Regions from separate parts of the Mus musculus genome. Here regions 1 and 3 are each linked to region 2. The links are chromatin contacts, called in public HiCAR-type and HiChIP or PLAC-seq maps. All regions are on one chromosome and are shown on one strand. The core of a region is the stretch at or near the end of the contact, and the rest is flanking DNA. Distances in the headings are between cores, read along the strand shown. Region 1 holds the start of Cds1 (CDP-diacylglycerol synthase 1). Region 2 holds the start of Abraxas1 (BRCA1 A complex subunit). Region 3 holds the start of 9430085M18Rik (a long non-coding RNA gene).

Region 1 (4,652 bases), core at 1,650-4,149, 940 kb before region 2:
CCAACCCAGCAGTTTATAGTCTGGGGTTTCTAATTTCTGTGTTCTGTCTCTAGAATGCTGAGTTGGGAGGCACTTCTGAGTGCCTTCTGACTAGAACACCCTGCCCTAACCAGTCCTAACCCCTGTCCACTTGACTGACCTCCCAGGCATCTTCACTTCCGAGTTCAACACTCAAGTCCTCCTTAGAGCTTCCCCTACAGTCTCCATGTCCATTCGAGCCCTCTATGCTAACAAGGCCTTCACGGCTGTCTACTGAAAGCTGCCCACACATGGCTCCAGGGTGGGTAGTAGGCTGAGACGGGCCCTTGTTCTTGGTCAAGTACTACTTGGGTGTTTCAAGTCCTAGAGCATTCCCCTGCAGAGATGAAGCACTATTTCACATGCTAATTCTCTGGAGCACACAGAGCCTTGTCTGGGCAGAAGTCTCAGGGTCGTGAACAATAGAAATGTCCCATCAACCAGACCATTATAAAGGCTACAAAATGGCAAGGCATAGAAGTTCGGAGTAAGCAGGATGTGAGGTAGTCCTTCAATTCCTGCATTAATTTCTAAAGGTGTGGTTTTTTTTTTTTAAACTGGCTCTTAAACTTAACAACACTTAAGAGTTTCGATGGACCAAATATTAACCAGCCTCCAACGATGGCAGCTGACTTAAAAATAGCCCTTGACCTGGAAATATAGGTGTGTTCAAATACACACCCTGATAAGAAAGGACACAGAGAGGATGCAGCTCAGAGTCTGAAGGCTCTGAAAGTCAAGGGCTCCTTGAGAAGGGACTCCAGAACCACAGGGATATTTCAGCACAGTTTGAACATGCTCACCCTCTTCTAAGAAACATTGACAAAACCAGTCGCAGATGCAACACACTGCATTTGGAAAAGCCACATCCACCGAGATGTGAGACCGACTCAGTGACAGCCAGCAGTGCAGCATTTACAAACAAACAAACAAGCCGGTGGGGTAAGCAAGTCACCGAGGGATCAGGCTAATGAGTCAAGACACCACAGAAGCTGTTCCTAATTTAAATACATCCTGGTGCTTAAAAATAAGACGTTACACTCAAAAGCCGGTTTGTGCGCCGTTTCCCCATTTCCAGAACATGTTTTTTCTTAATAAAAGCTCGTTAGCTTCCTCCAGTTAAGGAAGTCGACATGAGGAGGCTGGTATTTCCTTGATTCTAAAGGATACCAGGGCTAAAACAAAATCCCAACCTAATTAATTCTATTTTGGGTCTGGTTTCCAAGGCACTCTTCACGGAGCTGCTCTCAGCCCATGGCTTTCCGTTTTTCAACCTTCCACAGCTGGAAAGTGTGTTTATTCTGTGTCACTCCTCGGCAGCACAAATGTTTCCCAGACTCTCATCTTAACTCCCTATCCATCAGGAACAGGGAAGAAGCTGTGGTTCTAAAATCACGTATTTATTGCTAACCATATTGTTGCGGCAGCACAGATTTGTAACTCAAGCTCTATCAAGTTCATCTGTGTAAGTTTTGGGAGGAACTTCCCCCTCAGTCACACTGCCAGAGAGCGTCAGAACAGCAAAAGGCAAAAGACAGAAAACAGAGAAGTTAGTTCCACTACCAAAAGGCAGAGAACTTGACCTTGGGCAACGCAAGTCCATTTGGGTTGTCTGTCTTTTGTGTCTGTTTGAGCCCCGGGCCAACCTTGAGCTGACTACAAAGCTGAGAATGATCTTGGCAGTCCTTGCCTCCACACCTACCCCCAAGTGCTGGGATGACGGCAGATACCACCACACTACATTCCACAAAACAGAAATCCAAGAATGATTCAAAAGTTTTGAGTCTCTCAAGCGAAGAGGAATTCTGTAAGCAAACTCGTATAGCAAATCTATTCTCTGGCCCAATTTCATAATCTACCAAGCTCATGCAGCCATAAAACTTTTATTATTTTTCCTCCTAAGTTCTTACTGGCACTGGTTTATCAGAAAACACACCTAAACGTTTGACTCTTCCTAGCTTCAATTATAATAGTGACCGTACATATCCGCATATTTTAAAATATGAAGCAAAGTTCATCTATTTTAAAGCGGGGGAGGAGTGGCGTGCTAAAAGTCTGGAATTAGCCTGTTCGGTTAAATGAAATCCACCGATGGGACAACTGCCTGGTTTGAGGCGCACTTACATGTTCCCCATATATGACAGCCTCAACCCTCCGAAATCTATCAGCCAGAAAAAAAGAACAGAGAAACGAAAGCGCAGCTTGGAGGAGCTCCAGAAGCCGGTCTGCGCCAGGCTCCAATGACAGGCTAGGACCCAAGGTGCCCGTCTTAAGTTTACTCCCAACTTTGTCGCCCTACCAAGGAAAGGCGAGAGAGGTGACAGCCACTAGACAGCCAGAGCGCCTGCGGGGACGGGTTCCATCCTGACCCCAGAACCAGGAGATCCGGGAAAGAAGCTAGAGTGCAGTCCGGTTCCGGAACGGCGGCCCGGCCGCGCACGCCCCGGGACAGAGGACGAGCAGGACCCCCCACGACACGCCCGCTCCAGGGGCGCGGCCCGGCCCCGCCGCACTCACTCACTTTGTCGCTGGTGCTCTCGGTTTCGTGGTCACCGCCGGCCGCCTCTCCCTCGCGGGGTGGCGGCGCCCCCGCTCCCCCAGGGCCGGGGCAGCCCCCGCGGTGCCGCAGCTCCAGCATGTCCCGCTCCCGCGTCGCTGGGCTGGCGTCGTCTAGCGCCCCGCCACCGCGGAGCCGCGCCGGGTCACCCCCAGAACGGCATCAACGAGCGAGCGCTCGAGGCCGCCGGCAGGGTGTGCGGACCGGCGCGGGCGGGGACGCGGCGCCGTTGCCAGGTGCGCCGTTCCACGCACTGGCCCCAGGGGGCGGAGGAGCAGCACGGCCCTCCCTCGCGCCTCGCGACCGCGCCACCCGGCCCGCCCCACCTTCCCGCCGCCGAGCTCCCGCAGCGCGGTCACGCGCCGCAGGCCCCGCCCCGCTCGCCCCTCCGCGCTGCACTGCGGTGCCCGAGGCCCCGCCCCGGGCGATGACGTCAATGCTCGGGCCCTGCCCCGGCTCCCTGGGCAGGTGGGGGCACGGAAAGGTACGCGAACGGCCGAGGACGAGGGACGAGCCAGGGACGGAGGAACGCGGGGGCGAGCCTGGGCGCCGCCGGGAAGTCCTCCTTGGCGCAGGGATGTCAGGCGGAGTTCAACTGACTCCTCCAAGGGACTCGGCCCTGCTTGACACGCCGCAGCGTGGCGGAGCGTCGCAGGCGTCCCCAAGCAGAAACTTGCTGGGCAGGACAGACCCGTTGGCTCTGCGTTCCAGCCAGTGCTTAACCTCCCTGGTGCCTGGGGATGAGTTGGCCAACAGTTTCAATATCGTACCCAGGTTCTGTACTGGGGAAACTCGGGGTTTTGAGTCTCTCAGAGAGTTTCTACCATAGGATCCACAGACAGCCTTTGATGCCCTAGGGCGCCGCTGCGGGGTACCTCTCTGAAAGACAAGGACCTTGGGACGCTAAAGGTGGAACAGGATGGACACATGATCTGGTTTAACTCTAGTCTAATCCTGTTAGCAGGTGCTTAGGGGGTTTTTTCACACATATTTGCGAGCTGGTCCTTAAAGGCCAAAGACACACATCCGTAATTCACACAAACCAGACAGAGGAGCACCTTTATTGTAATAAATCAACAATTTATCAGGTCATTACTAAAAATAAGTAATATGTTGTCCTTAAAGCCTCATAACTAACCAGCAAAACCAAACGTCAGAGGAGGATGCAATGAAAAACAGTAGACTCAGGTAGAGAGACACTTGCAGCCAAAACTGATAACCGGAATTCAATCCCCAACATGATGGACATAGAGAACTGCCTCCAGAAAGCTGTCCTCTGATCTCCACGCTGACACCCACACATATAAATAGATAAATATCATTTAAAACTAATGGAAGATATGAGATGGACGTGGTGTGGGTTTTCCATAAGGAACGGAAGACTGCTAGTAATTAGGTCAATTGATCTACATTGTTTTGGAGGGCCAGAGAAAAAGTACTTCTGGATACAAAGATAAAATGACCGTGGGGGTGGGGGGTGGGGGAGTAAGGGGTGGGGACCACAGAGGCTGGAATGGGTTGGCTCTGGCTGTTGATCCTACCCAGCAGAAAGGACCAGAGTTCCTTTCAACTTTCTTCCAGGAAGTTGAGGAGCCAGTGTTCTAACCCCCGTGGTGCCAATTATCTCCATGGCCTCTAGTAAGCAGGTAAGCCTATGTCCCCATCAGTGAAAGGAATAACAAGGAGGTTAGCCTCTCTTTTAGCTGTTCTGGTGCTTGTGTCAGAGGTGTCAGTGTCAGACTCACAGGCACAGGGAGGTAGCTCAGCACTTCTCCCTCCCTCCCTCTCCCTCCCACAGACAACCTCTAGGTTTTCTTCCTTTTCTTTCTTCTCCCTTTGGGGTGGTAGAGGAGGAAAGCCTGCTGAGGCAAGAGGAAACCGGAGAAGTCAGTCAGAGTAACAGAAGAAGTAGTACTCCTCCACCCAGGGAGGAGGGAGAGAACAGAGCCATCACCGTGCTCCCACCCTTCCTGAAGTTTGCCACTCCCTGTAGTTCAGCTGAGATGGTGATTTATTTTTGTCTTCATTATAGTTATTGATGCTCACTGAATGATCAATGGAACCACAGGCTTGCCAC
Region 2 (4,257 bases), core at 265-2,764:
GCTCCCTGCTGTGACGGTGATGGGCTCCTATCCCTCTGGATGTGTAAGCCCAAATAAACCGTCCCTTCCGTAAGGTTCCTTGGTCATGGTGGTTTATCACAGCAACAGAAAAGCAATTAATATTCAGCAGAAATGTCACCACACCCAAGGTCATCTGCTCCATACTTAAAAGCTAATATTCAGAGAATGAGAGTTGGTGGAAGGAAATCGGGTTTATTCAAGACTTTGTATTCTGAGATGTGGGAAACTATTTCTCCCCTCAAACTTGCATATTAGGGAACTCGGGTACATGAGAACTCCTTCACAAGGGGGGGGGAGGTGCCGAGGTCAAAGGGTGGGAAATGTACGTGCTGGGTAGGATCTTTGTCATCTAGGACTGTTGTCTTTATTCTCCTGTCACAACCAGCCTTGAACTCTGGTGGCTAGCTCATGTAATGAAAACTAAATACCATGGGCCTTTACATGTATTATGTATAATTATATATGTGATACATATGATAGTACCACGGAATATATATTAATACATACACATTCTATAATACATATGTATTATACATATGTTTTTCTTTTTTTTCTTTTTTTTTTTTTTTTTTTTGGTTTTTTGAGACAGGGTTTCTCTGTGTAGCCCTGGCTGTCCTGGAACTCACTGTAGACCAGGCTGGCCTTGAACTCAGAAATCCGCCTGCCTCTGCCTCCCGAGTGCTGGGATTAAAGGCGTGGGCCACCACCGCCCGGCACTATACATATGTATTCTATAAATTCTCCTTTCCTAGGGGGAGGAGAACTCCACAAGCTATTAGTGACCACAGAGTGGAGCTGTGACTTCTTCCATGTTGCCACTGACAAGCTAATCCTGGCTATTGCACAACAAAACTGAGACATGCAATACTAATGCAATTCAGGAGCATGCCACTTTGCCAAGTTTCAATTATTTAAAAACCATCGGCTTTTTAAATTGTGTATGACACGTGTGAAATACATGTCAATCCCTCACCTTCTCACTTACTTTAGTCATATCAAATGATCCAACACAATATGTTCGTGCTTATCATTGAACTTTCACAATGTTATAAACATACATAGTCTTTAAACTAGACTCAGTTCATAACTTTATAATTGCAAGCAAACAAACCAAAGAATCAAATACACACAGACAGAATAACGCAACACAGCGGGAATACTCTAGAGAAGATAATTCCCACCCACCACTGGTTATTGATCTTCCATAAGTTCCAATAGATGAAGGGCAGTGGAAACCCCAAAAAGACATATCCGTGGTATTAAAATATTGCTAAGCGATTCTTATTTTTACAACCATTAGTAGCCTTAAACTATGCATAAACAGTGTTTTCCATGCATGCTGCAGGTGTCTCAGCCAAGCTGATGAAAGAAGCACCCTACCCGGCTAGAGGACACCGCGCTCCCTACAACCCGCGTCTCCCGGTGCGCAGGCTCAAGCCCCGCCCCTACGCTCCAGCCTCCCGTCATGCTCCGCGATAGTGGCTGTGGCGGCAGCGACCGAGGCGGCAGTATGGAGGGCGAGAGCACGTTGGGGGTGCTGTCTGGCTTCGTGCTCGGCGCGCTCACTTTCCATCATCTCAACACAGACTCAGACACGGTGAGCCGGGCGCGGCTGCCGACCCCGCCCGCAGTCCCCGCTCGCTCCGTGGGTTCGCGGAGCAGGGCGCCCTCCCGGGCTCTCATCCGGGCCCTTTTTCTCTGCTCGCCCTTGGGCTTGGAGGAAAGTTCCCCGGGGCCTCCGGCTCGGCGACGAAAGTCGGGCAGCTTACCTGCCTCGCTACCCTGCTGTGCGAAGGATCCCGGCGCCGGGTCCTACTCGCAGCGCGTGAGCGTCGCGAGGCTCGGGAGGACGAGCAGGGGCGAGCCAGACCCCGCACCCAGCCGCAAGGGGCTGGCTAGTTGTAGGGCTACCCTGGCATGAGGCTGTAAGATCCGGCTATTTCTGTGCTACTTTCCGTTACAAACGCACCTTGTCCAGGATCAGATGTGTAAATGCATTTTTAAGCCTTTGCCTCCTTTCGAAGCCCGTGAGTGACATTGAAAACAAATTTTAAGGCTTTTTTTTTTTTTTTTGGTAGATTAAAAACTTACCGTAAAACTTTGAGGTCTGGCAGTAGCATCTTGTATTAAGTTCTTAGTAACATAAAGAAAGAAACTAGAAACATCTAAAATGAGTTTGGGGTCTGCACGAATACAGTGCAGAGAGCACCATACTGAACAGTGTGGAGTAAGGTATTTGAACTGTTGAGTCCTTCGCTTTAAGTGTCAGATCTGCGTTGCCTAAATTGCTTCTCAGCACAGTCCCAGTGATAGGAGTGTACAATGATTTTGATGTGCAGTACATCAAAATACCAGGGGGAAACAAATGACATCTTTGAATGCGCGAGGTACTCACCGGGCAGCACATAATGGGATGATACATTAGCATGGCTCTACGGGAGGATGATACACAAACTTCATACTAAACACAAACACGTGTGTGTGTGTATCTGTGGGACTTATTTTAGAAGATGTTTAGCGTGAACATAAGTAAACTGCCCTAAGTCTGTAGTTTATAGGATTAGCCCTTGTACACTACATCTTGGTGTTTGACCCTAGTTTCTCAGATATTTTAACTTTTGTTTGTTTGTTTGAAGAGTCATTTACTGAGCATCTGTGGATCACACATGGGCAGTGCCCAAGTAGACCAGAAGAGGGCATAACATCCCCTGGAACTTAATGGGAGATAAAGATGTGGGCGCTGAGAACTAAATCCTGTTCTTTTGCAAGAGCAGCCACTGCTCTTAATGACTGAATCGTCCCTCCAGCTCAACTAAAGTTTTTAGAGTTGGTTTCTGAATAATTGTACTTAGAATTGACTGGTACTTTTCCTAGTTTTTAACATTGGGAGTATCAAAATCAAGAACATTTGCAATTGCAGATTTTTACCCACTTGATTCTGTTAAAAGACTGGGACATTCCTATGTTTGTTTGGTTGGTCGTTCGATTATTTTGATGAAATGGAGGCAGGGCATTATAAACCAATTTTAATGAATAGAAGAGTTCACTTGATCTTTAAATGCACCCAAAGAAAAAACTTGAGTCACTGAAATGAGAAAACAAAACAAAAACTCAAAAGGCTGCCTGTATTTTAAAAGAAAACAGGCACACAGTAGACCCACTGGGAAGCAGATGTAACTGAATTACAAATCTTTATTTTTTTTTAATAATTTTTAGACAGATTTACATCTGAAAACATTGATCACTTTAGCATTCCATAGCTAAGAAACCTCCACTGACACTCAGAAATATGTGTAAAATCCAGACTTGGGCTGCTCATTTGGATTATCTTGTGGGACTTTACCCTCTTGTTACAACTGTCCACAGAAGCCTTGCGCTTCAAGACAAACTGCTCAGCTGAGCTCTTAAACAGACTTAAAACTTTTATGCATTTGAGTTAGGGGTGCTTCACTCTCTGCCTTCCCAAACTATTACCAAGCCCTTTAAAGTCAGTTCTACTCAGCCTGGCGTGGTGGCGCTCGCCTTTAATCCCAGCACTTGGGAGGCAGAAGGCAGGCGAATTTCTGAGTTCAAGGCCAGCCTGGTCTACAAAGTGAGTTCCAGGACAGCCAGAGCTACACAGAGAAACCCTGTCTCAAAACAAACAAACAAACAAATCAGTTCCACTCTGTCTCCCTCTCAGCCTTTCCCAGTTACCCATGTGCCCACTACCTATAACACATTTGTATATTGTGAAATTCTGAGAAGATATGATTAGGAGATAGAATATTGACCCTAGCCAGTGTGTTTCATATACTGCTTCTTTTGTTTACTCTCATAGGAAGGTTTTCTCCTCGGTGAAATGAAAGGTGAAGCCAAGAATAGCATTACTGATTCACAGATGGACAACGTTAAAGTTGTTTATACAATTGGTGAGTCACTTAGTTCTGTTTTGGTAGTTTGCATGCCGAGGACAAGCAGCATAAGTGTTACTTTCACTCTTATATTTTAGTTGTTCTGGGGAATATACACATGTGTGTGTTTAAACTGTTAACATATATACGGTAATGTTTTGAAAAGCACTCCAAAAAAAAAAAAAAAAGAAAAGAAAAGAAAAAACCAAAAGTGTGGGTGCAGTGGTACACACCTGTAATCCTCACACTAAGAAAGTAGAGGCAGGAGGATCAGAAGTACAGCTCTACACATTTGCTGTTGTCTAGGGAGTGTAACACTTGCAGTTCCAGGTGGGACTCCAGG
Region 3 (4,069 bases), core at 317-2,816, 880 kb before region 2:
AAAATTCAAAGGGTCGCTATTTGCGTGCATTTCCTTCCTAATAGAAAGAACACCATTGGGCTGGAGACATGGCTAAGAGGCTAAGATCAGTGGCTGCTTTTCCAGAGGACCTCAGTTCAATTTCAAGCAACCACATGGTGGCTCACAACCATCTATAAATATAATCTGATGCCCTCTTCTGGCATGCAGGTGTACATGAAGATAGAGTACTTATATACATTAACTAAATAAATAAATCTTAAACAACAACAACAAACAACACCCACACTGTTGCCTGCCATCCCAGCACTCAGGAGGCTGAAGCAGGAGGATCATGAGATTGTAGCTAGTCTGGGCTACATAGCTAGCCTGTCACTTGAAAACCACAGACACTCCAAAACTACCATCCATCTTCCCTTCACCTGTCTCTCCTTTTGGAAGCAAGATCTAGAGTCTGCTGTGGCTAAAAGCGCCTGCACTCACTTGGGCCTGTAGGTGCCTGGTGCATTGCAGAGGGCAGAAGCAGACGTGGCCATATACTGTGACTCTCTTGTTCTGAAACATTTTCCCCTTCAGTCACCTAGAATTCTAGGTGGATAGACAAACACCTTGTACAAGAGTTGACAGTGTGTCCAGGCAACTGCAACTTCCTTACTGTGCTTTTACTAATCCCTAGACAAGGATCAGCCAGACCAGAGTGTAACCAAGACTGACCAATGGCATGTGTTTCCTCTGATTCCTGGATAATTTTCCTTGCCTGGATAATTCGGGGGCTCTTGACTGCCCCGCTGAACAGCACTGACAGGAGCAGCTGCCCTTCCTTCCTGCTGTGGTTTTACTGACTAAATGTCCTTTCCTGGTTTTCACACCTACTTTCTCTGGGTTTGGAGGTGAGTGGCTGGACCCAATATGTTGGAATACCCAGTGTCAGGGCCCTGACCAAGGATTGCAGTAGTATTTATACACATGTACACACACACACATATGCACACGCGCACCCTCCCACCCATCCCCCAGGAACACACCTCTCCTACCCTGGAATGTCACACGGTAACAATGGCAACGCAGGAAGAGGAAGGAACCTGGAGAACGCTCTCCTCAGTGCCCTAGTTCGTCACAGACGGGTCCTTGCAGCGTCATCTCTGGACATTCTGAGGAGTGGTATGCTAGAGGAAGGAGGGACCTCAGGGGCAACCAGCTTCTAGGTAGCAGAAGGGATCAAATTCTCAAACCGTTAGTGTGAGAGAGCAACACAAACTTCTGCTGTGAGGTGGATCTCACCACAGGCCCAGGCTGAGCGTGACCTAGGGCTGGTGCCTCTGAAGCAGGAGACAGCACAAGGTTTTCCACATTTCCTCGGGTATTTTGTTGCGGTGACGACAGATGGACTCACACCTCCGCTTTATCCTGTCGCTTTACTATTTGTTCGCCCTGTATTTCTGTGACCTGCTTACAGTTATATTTTCTTTCAGACTTTAACAGCTACCACCTCAGCCAGTTCAGGTGCAGTGTTTAGTGGCGGTCATGGCTTCCACGCCACCGCCACTGCTGACTCATCAGCTCCTCAGACCCCATGCACGCATGCGCTCACGCCCACGCACGCTCTTTCTGAGCCTTTTAAAGGAAAATACCTCTCTTTTTGCCCCTGTGTACTTTAGTGTATGTTTCTCTCTCTCTCTCTCTCTCTCTCTCTCTCTCTCTCTCTCTCTCTCTCTCTCTCTCTCTCTCTCTCGCTCTCTCTCTCACTCTCCCCCTCCCCTCCCCCTCCCCCTCCCCTCTCCCTCCCCCTCCCCCTCCCCCTCCCCCTCCCCCTCCCCCTCCCTCTCCCTCTCTTACCGGTAATCTAGCCCAATAAATTTACACTGTGCCATACTCTGAAATTGCTCATTCAGATTTCAGTTTTGTCCATTCTCCTAAAAAATGAACTTTCGGCCATTTTATCCTTCCTGGACAGAATCGGGAGAGAAATGTGTATTGCATTAAGTTGTCAAATGCTTATACCTTTAATTTGTATTTCCATGGCCTTTATCTTTTATGATTTGGACAGCTTTTTGGTTTTATTTATGCTTTTGTATGGCTGGGCTTGAATCCTCACTAAACCTTGTGTGATTTAGGCACGTGCTCTGCCGTTGAACTTCGTCTCTGACCCTGATTTGGTTGTGTCGAAGATTACTGTCCCCTCTTTCAATGAGTCAGGGCATTCGTCGTCTGGCTTTTCTGCTTGTCCTTGTGGTCAGCCCGCATTATGAGGAGGGACATGTCTCACGTGAGACTCTTCTGAAGCCTGCACCTGGAGTCATACCAGAACCATCTGCTCCTTGGCTGAGTTACCTGAGCTCAGCAGATCAAGAACTAACCTAGCTTCTCCCTGTGGGATTTTGATTACGGTTGCTTCCCTTGAAGCTATGATGCAAGAGGAGGGAAGAAAACACCAGTCTTGATCAAAAGTTCTCTCTGGGTTAGAATCCATCGGTGTACTTCACGTGATCCAGTCTCTCTGTGATAAAACTGTGGAACCTTCCTTGTGAATGCCAACACTCTTGTTTTTACTAATGTGCCCCTAGCAGTCTCCTGCTGGAGAGATCCTGGACTAATATCCCTTTTCTGTCAGTGTGATCAATATCTGGACCAAAGGCAAATTTAGGAGGAGAGCGTTGCTGTGCCTTATGACTCCAGAGGGGAGTCCAAGAGGACAAAGAAGGAGGGCTGCTGATCATCACTGTCTATCCACACACAGGAAGGAGGGCAGGAAAGGAGAGAGAGAGAGAGAGAGAGAGAGAGAGAGAGAGAGAGAGAGAGAAGGAGGGCTGCTGATCATCACTGTCTATCCACACATAGGAAGGAGGGAAGGAAAGGAGAGAGAGAAAGAAGGGAGGAGAGGGGAGAGGGAGAAAGAGAGAAAGGAGGGAAGAGAGAGAGGGGGGGAAGGGGAGGGAGAGAAAAAGGAGGGAGGGGGAGAGGAGAGAAACACATAGAGAAAGACGGAGAGGCAGAGAGAAGAGAGAGACAGAGATAGAAGAGGGGTCAGGGATCAGAAAGTAGGGTAAGGACTTAAACCCTCAAAGTCCATTCACACTCTCCCCCCCCCCCACTGACACACTTCCTCCAGTGAGGCTTCATCTCCTGAAGGCTTCATAACCTCCCCCAAATAGCATCACCATCATGGGAGCAAGCATTTAGACACACAAGGAGGATTTCCTCACTGAAGCCACCAGAGAGAACATGTATCAAATCTATCGTCTCTTCACCTTTCCAGATCTCTCGTCTATCTTTCTACATAACGTATGACCTCACGAGTTCTTCATTTTCTGTGTTTTATTGTTGGTTGTGCTGCTGTTTTCGTTGTCTTCGATCTGCCAGGGGATGTTGGCATTTGTGTCCTTTGTCTCTAATGTTGTTGTTGTTTTCTTGTGGCTGCCTGTGCTGTCCTTGGCTCTGTCCTGCTGTGGCCCTGGGATTAGGGAGCACTTCTTCCTAGCTGAGTGGCAGCTGCGGGGTGTGACAGGGAGAGGAGCTGCAGTCCTGGGGCAGGACAGTGCTGGGCCTTTCTGTGATGCAAGCAGAGGACGATGGATCCATGAAGCCACTGTCTGACAAACTGGTTTGCTATGAGGAGGAAAACTGGGTTTGAGATGTAAGCAATCCAGTGGCTCTGTTAACTTATAATTAACCTGCAGCTTGAAATCTGGGTCAGGCAACCTGGGTCCATGTCTCAGCTTCCACTTGCTGGCAGCATGGACTTCCCATCTGCAAAAAGTGATTAGCAGGGCACAGCATAAAGTAACACAGAGATTATGTAAATAAACTGTGTAAGTGCTGAGGAAGAACCCACGTGGAATATTTCCACACACCGAAGTTCTTCCTGCAAATGCTACCTGCTGGAGACTGCCCTGCTCTCTTCACTTTCCTTGTTTCAAGTGGATTAAAATGTAGACACCGTTTGTTTCAAGAGGAAAGGAATTCTGCTTCTATTATTCAGTTTTGTGACCATGTATGAAACTTAGACGATCATTGGGAGACAACTTTTGTTTATAGGCAGGGGAAAGAAAGTTCTCTTAGGGCTTTTGAAACAGGCTCTGAATGTATTCCC

Evidence for each region. HiCAR-type assays count read pairs that join an accessible place to other places. HiChIP or PLAC-seq counts read pairs in DNA pulled down with a chosen protein or histone mark.
Region 1: a HiCAR-type map of astrocytes shows a contact between it and region 2, with 4 times the contacts expected there. The contact joins the promoter of Cds1 here to the promoter of Abraxas1 in region 2. A contact is called at or near these places in 2 of 39 promoter capture datasets (cranial neural crest and hippocampal neurons), 1 of 484 Hi-C or Micro-C datasets (embryonic stem cells), 5 of 115 datasets of contacts at active chromatin or transcription factors (astrocytes, bone marrow-derived macrophages, differentiating embryonic stem cells and 2 more) and 3 of 9 other capture datasets (adipose tissue, embryonic stem cells and pancreatic islet).
Region 3: an H3K4me3 HiChIP or PLAC-seq map of embryonic stem cells shows a contact between it and region 2, with 8 read pairs. The contact joins the promoter of 9430085M18Rik here to the promoter of Abraxas1 in region 2. A contact is called at or near these places in 5 of 39 promoter capture datasets (the 3T3-L1 cell line, cranial neural crest, liver and 2 more), 1 of 15 datasets of contacts at CTCF or cohesin (large pre-B cells), 8 of 484 Hi-C or Micro-C datasets (the AML12 cell line, B cells, the BV-2 cell line and 5 more), 11 of 115 datasets of contacts at active chromatin or transcription factors (astrocytes, embryonic forebrain, embryonic hindbrain and 7 more) and 1 of 9 other capture datasets (embryonic stem cells).

What each region holds. Positions count from the first base shown.
Region 1 is chr5:101,763,377-101,768,028 of GRCm38.p6, reverse strand. Cds1 (CDP-diacylglycerol synthase 1) reads right to left here and starts at 2,899. Exons shown (of 13, transcript NM_173370.3): 1 at 2,540-2,899. The coding sequence starts at 2,656. It overlaps Gm42134, which reads left to right and starts at 2,766. Exons shown (of 6, transcript XR_880489.2): 1 at 2,766-3,059; 2 at 4,157-4,221.
Region 2 is chr5:100,818,192-100,822,448 of GRCm38.p6, reverse strand. It overlaps Abraxas1 (BRCA1 A complex subunit), which reads left to right and starts at 1,514. Exons shown (of 9, transcript NM_172405.3): 1 at 1,514-1,618; 2 at 3,842-3,932. The coding sequence starts at 1,532.
Region 3 is chr5:101,701,046-101,705,114 of GRCm38.p6, reverse strand. It overlaps 9430085M18Rik (a long non-coding RNA gene), which reads right to left and starts at 1,566. Exons shown (of 3, transcript XR_001785073.2): 1 at 1,005-1,566.